Linked DNA regions of Mus musculus: region 1 is linked to region 2. Evidence: chromatin contacts called from public HiChIP or PLAC-seq data. All regions are on one chromosome and are shown on one strand. Each heading gives the region's core, a stretch centred on a gene start, on an enhancer-like site or on the middle of the called end of the contact. The rest is flanking DNA. Distances are from core to core; before and after follow the strand shown. Region 1 overlaps Eya2 (EYA transcriptional coactivator and phosphatase 2). Region 2 holds the start of Eya2 (EYA transcriptional coactivator and phosphatase 2).

Region 1 (2,700 bases), core at 43-2,542, 38 kb before region 2:
CATTGCTAACTCTCAACACCCTGCAAGAAGGGACTGGAGAGATGGTCCTGTTGGTAAAGTGCCTGCTCAGCAAGCATGGGGACCTGAGTTCTATCCCTTGTAAAAGCCATGCGTGCCGTGCGTGACACCTGTAACTGAAGTTCTGGGGAGAAGGGTGAGATGGGAGGGCCCCTGGAGTTTGCTGGCCAGCCAATCTGACAAACTCGAGGCCATTTCAGTTCCAAGGGATCTGATGCCTTCTTCTGGAATCTGCGCACACAAAAATGGAAGTGTGCGCATGCATACACATGTGTACACACACACACACACACACACACACACACACACCCCACATACATCCAACAGTGCTTACACATGCATACACATGCTTACACATGCATACACATGTACACACACACACACACACACACACACACACACACCACATACATCCAACAGTGCTTAGCCTGAGTGCTGAGGCTATCCTTGTCCTAAGCACATGGGATCCCACACACCGAGTCTTCCAGAAGCTCAGGTAAGCCATCTCAGTATTTTCTGCATTTCAGAACCTCTCCAGGGCCCACTATCAACAGCTGGTGGCCTAGCTAGATTGTCTTGGTACCCTCACCTCCCCGTCAAAGAGCTGAGGGACGTCTTCAAAGCTGGCTGAGCCCAGCCGCGTCCAGCCAGGGACTGCTGCACAAGATGAGGCAGACAGAGCAAAGACACAGCCCCTCATTACATCGTGCCCAGAGGTGAAGAGCGCCCCACATCTCAAACCATCAACCAAGACTCTAAAGGACTCAGTATCTAGAGTATTCTCAGACCAAAGAAACAAGGTCTATCTGGCCTCTCAGTGGCCAGTGTTGTGAAAGGCCCAAGTCTTAAAACCAGGTGGTGCCTCTGTGGTACACACTGGGCAGCGGGCAAATGGGTCCTTTTCCCATGAACTGGAGATGTCGTAATGTTGGTTAAAGACAGGAAACCTGAGCTTTCAGGATGCCATCAGCTTGTCCCCAGTACCCAGCCACCGTGACTCTACTTGGCCAACCCTTAAAGAGCTCTTAAGTGTAACCAGGCTCTATTTACTTACAGCCTGTATCCAGGTGACAGTGCCACATCCCCCGTGCTGTTGGGGTGAAGATGCCTAGGACCCCATTTGACAGGTGAGGTGGCTGAGGTCCAGAAGGTGAGACTACCAAGGACCGGGGACTTTCCTGCTGCTTACTGTGGGGCAGGGTGACCAAGGAGTGTCTTTGCCTCCACACCCCTTCCTGCTAGCTGGGCCTCTTACGACTCAGCATTCTTCTGGAGGCCGGGCAATACTTGAGACATAGCCCAGCAAGCAGTGCCAGAATATTCCGAGAGTGCCAGGTCCTCTGAGGAGGAGTGACACAGCCAAGAGTTCAGAGAGTTTTCTGGAGAGCTGGCAGGAGCCGGTCTTGTCTTTCCTCCCAGATCAGAGATGAAAGAGCTGAAGTGAACAGAGCCTCAAGCAGAGCAGGTGCCAGCCCAGCTCCTGCTGATCCCAGCTGCGCATAGGTCGGGTCACCTTCTGCACCACCTAGCAAGAGGCCAAGGCTGTCGTTGTCCCAACGCCAGTACAGCTCTAAGCAATGGCCACAGCATCAGATGACCACTCCAGATGGAACCTTTGACATCTTGTCCCCACCCCACCTCCCGACCCTTGTCCCTGGGTCTGGAAAAGCTGTCTGAATCATACACACGGACTGACTCCCAGGACCACCGAGCTACAACTCTTCCTGTTTGGACCAACGGACTGCAATAAAGCTGCTTTCTGTCACAACCATTCCCAGACATAGGGAAAAATGGAGGGAGGGGGCACTGTTGTTGAATACAGTCAACTCCCTATGCCAGGAAGAAAAAAATGACCCCCCCACCCCCAGGAAAGAGCAGTAGGGAGGGGGTGTTGGGGGAGGGATGGCTCCGTGGGTAAGGTGCAGCTTGGTGGGTAAGTGCGAGGACCTGAGTTCCAATCCCTCGAACCTAAATGAAATGCTGGGCATGGTGGCACCAAGGAGGTGGAGACAGAAGGATGCCTGCAACTCTCTGACCAGCTGGTCTTGCCAGTTGGTGAGCTCTGAGTTCAGGGAGAGATCTTGTCTGAAAATGAGATGAAACAAAACAAAACAAAACAAAACAAAACTAGACAGCAATAGAAAAAAGACTCACCCCACTGACCCCCAGCCTTCCCATGCATGCACACACAAGGCACACACACCACAGAGGCCCAGGAAGATAAAAAATGGAGTGTGTGGACGGCTTCCTGCCTGGGAGGTATTTTACCCAGGCACAAAGGAGGCCGCCAGTGTGGGTTCATTTTCTTCCTGCTTTGGGAAGGAAGGAGGAAGGGAACGGGGACCACGCACACGCCAGCCTCCTTTGCTTCTGCCCTGATGCTCCACCCAGACAGGTGCTGTGGCCAACAGAAGCATGAGGTATAAGCCGGAAGCAACACGGGCTGAGACCATTCAAGCCCATCTTCCAGATGGAACCTCTTGTGCAAACTCCAGCTGCAGCCTCCTTGGGGCCTGCACTGCTCCTGTCTGCCCATGGAGGGCCATACCCGAGGGCACGTTAGCGTACTTCTCATTAACACATCTGTGAGGGCTGTATATTCTCTCCATGCCAAGAGAAGGTGATAGCAGGAGTAGACACGTTGGTTTAATTAGTTAACAAAAGCGAGTGGTCGACAAACTG
Region 2 (2,700 bases), core at 8-2,507:
GGCGGGAGTTCCCGACTCAGACATAATTCAAATGCTTCCCTGGTGTTTGTAAATCCTAGTACTTTCTCTCACTTCGTTAAACCTTCCCACCAGGAGTGGCTTCTGTACCTCGCACGACATATTTATATATAATATCGCGTTATATATTATATATACTTAAAGTCGTTAAAAGTTATGTAGCATTTCAGACTGAGGCGGGAAGAGGGAGGGAGGATAGGCGATAGCGTTTCTGCCTTGCTTTTTCCACAGGCAAGGAGCGAGGGCTGTCAAGTCTGAGCCCTGGGATGGTTTTGGGGCCCAATGTGCCTTGCAAGAAAATCTCACATTCAACTGCGGAGTAAAGAAAGCACTTTGAGGCTTTAGCGATGGGACACCTCTCCCAGTCCTGCTTCCCTAATACTCCGTGAGCGTGAGAGCTGTTTGAAATGCAATGAAGCAGCTAGGGCTAGTCCACAGCTGCCTGGCTATAGTAACTCAGGTCCGCGCGCTCTCCCCTTACTATGAAACCCAGTCTAAGCGTCCTGATGAAAAGTTGTGTTAAGTTTCAGCTTCAGAGTGAGCGCCCTGAGCTGGACCAGTGCGGGCTACAGGATAGTAAAGACTTTTCAAAAGAAAATCGACGTGGGGGAGGCTGGGCCACGGGCCCCAAGTTCCAGCGAGTTGCACAGCTCCTCGGCCACCCACAACCCCAGCCTTCGGACATCAGCTTGTCTCTTGGATCCTTTGGGTACAATCCGAGATTCAGCACGAGTCTCCTGAGTCTCCTCCGAGGCCAAACAACAAACCAAACGCAGAGACCCGGCCGCGTCCTGCACTTGTCCGGCGCACTGGAGTTGCTAACTTCAGTCACTGCGCCCCGCACCCCCCCTCACCTGGAACACAAGGGGAAACTGAGGCCCTGAGACCCAAAGGGATCTCAAGACTGGATCTGCTGCCGGCGGCCGAGTTTCCGCTCCTTTAGTGTCTACGGGGTCCCCGGGAGACGCGGTCCCACCCGGTGTCCCCGAGCGCGGTACTCACCCGCACAGTGCAGAGTCGTCCCGAGCGGGCCAGGCCGGGAGATGGCACGCGGAGCGAATGTCGCAGGGCTGCGGCAGCCTCCTGTGCCGGGGACCGGCCCCCTGTCCCGGCCGCGGGTCTCCTGCGCCCCCGCCGGGCCGCGCCGTGCGTGGGGGCCGCGGGGCGCGGCGCTGGCTCCGGGCGGGGAGTCGGCCCTGCAGTGCGCGCTGCTCTCGCTGCCGCCGCTGCGCTCCCGGAGGAGGGACGCGCCGGCCTCCTCCCTGCGGCGACGCCCACGCCGCCTCCCGGCCCCGCAGCGTCCTCACCGTGGCCAGGCGCGGCCCCAGAGAGTCAGCAGCGCAGACGGGGACCGCACACATGCATTCATCCGCCCATCATCCACCCACCCATCATCTATCTATCTATCTATCTATCTATCCATCCATCCATCCATCCATCCATCCATTCATTCATTCATCCATCCATCCTCCATCCACTCGACTGTCCGTGCCTGGTCAACTGCTCCACTACAATAAGACCAACTCGTTTTCTGTCATCCTGGAACTTTGCATCCACGTTGAGAGTGGGAATCACGAACAAAGAATCCAGGGAAAAAGGCAGCTGAAGAAAGTTGTAAATACCAAGGAGAGGGAAAGAAGGGCTTGTGGGTGGCCGGGCAGCAGAGCGGTCCAGGAAGATGTCTCTGTGGAGGTGTCACCTCAATTACAGGAAAGTGTGAGTGTGAGGGTGAGCGTGTATGTATTAGGCCAGAGGTCAGCAGTACTGTTTTTGTCAATAGCTCTCCCCCCACCCCCCAACGCAAGGTTTCTTTTTGAAGATGGAGGTTTTTGATTCAGGATTCAGCTGGAGGGGCTGGCCAGCAAGCTTGCTCCAGGGATCCTCCTGCCTCTGCCTCTTAGGCGACGCATTATAGGCACCTGCTGCCACGCCTAGCATTTTACTTAGCTACTGGGGATCTGAACTCAAGCCCTTCTGCTAGCATGGTGCTTTAATGACTATGCCATTCCCCAGTCCCAGTGCCTCCCTTATGGGGGCTCAGCTGGCTTCAGATTACTACTGCTGCTGCTCAGATACTGGGACTTCAGGTGTCTCCAAGTCAGGCTTTGGGTCCCTTAGCCAAACCAGTCAGTCTCTGGGCCCCTTATGAGTCCCTAGTGGGAAACTAGAAATGGGCCTCAGCTGGACCCCAGAGGTGAAAGATCTATTCCAAGTTTACACACGCCAGCTTCTTTTGGCTTCTCTAGCTGTGCTCAGGATAGATTAGGTGACTCTGAACTCTGACTTGTTCCAGAAGCTCCTGCTCTAGAAGATCTGATGCCCTCTGCTGGCCTCTGCAAGCACTGCACTCACATGCACAATTCCCCCCCCCCCCCCCAAATACAGACAATAAAAATAAAACTAGGGGCTGGAGGGATAGCTCGACAGTTAAGGGTCCTGTTACTCTTGCAGAAGACCCTGGTTAAGTTCCCAGAACTCACATGGCAGCTAATAGCTATCCTAACCAGGCCTGCACATGGTACACAGACATACGTACAAGCAGGATGCTCATACACAAAAAATCAAATCAAGTCGGAACCAGTTGTGAACCCTTTCCTTGATTTAGAGAGATAATCACCTGTATGTGTAATTCTTTAAAAGGGGTCCCCAAGTGTAGATGGGTCAGGCTCTGGCATTGCTGGC

The links. HiChIP or PLAC-seq counts read pairs in DNA pulled down with a chosen protein or histone mark.
Region 1: a contact with region 2 is called in an HNF4G HiChIP or PLAC-seq map of pancreatic cancer cells. The contact joins the enhancer-like site here to the promoter of Eya2 in region 2. A contact is called at or near these places in 1 of 15 datasets of contacts at CTCF or cohesin (CD8 T cells), 3 of 484 Hi-C or Micro-C datasets (embryonic stem cells and uterus), 3 of 115 datasets of contacts at active chromatin or transcription factors (embryonic stem cells and pancreatic cancer cells) and 2 of 9 other capture datasets (adipose tissue and liver).

Annotation. Positions count from the first base shown.
Region 1 is chr2:165,631,848-165,634,547 of GRCm38.p6, reverse strand. All of the region lies in intron 1 of Eya2 (EYA transcriptional coactivator and phosphatase 2), which reads right to left. Among named protein-coding and RNA genes, the nearest start is that of Eya2, 38 kb to the right of the region's middle. Within about 2 kb of position 1,292, at least 30 of the 459 cell types and tissues checked have an H3K27ac peak or open chromatin away from gene starts, as enhancers often do. A contact at or near this core is called in pancreatic cancer cells and uterus, where this site is marked.
Region 2 is chr2:165,593,585-165,596,284 of GRCm38.p6, reverse strand. It overlaps Eya2 (EYA transcriptional coactivator and phosphatase 2), which reads right to left and starts at 1,257. Exons shown (of 16, transcript NM_001271963.1): 1 at 1,021-1,257.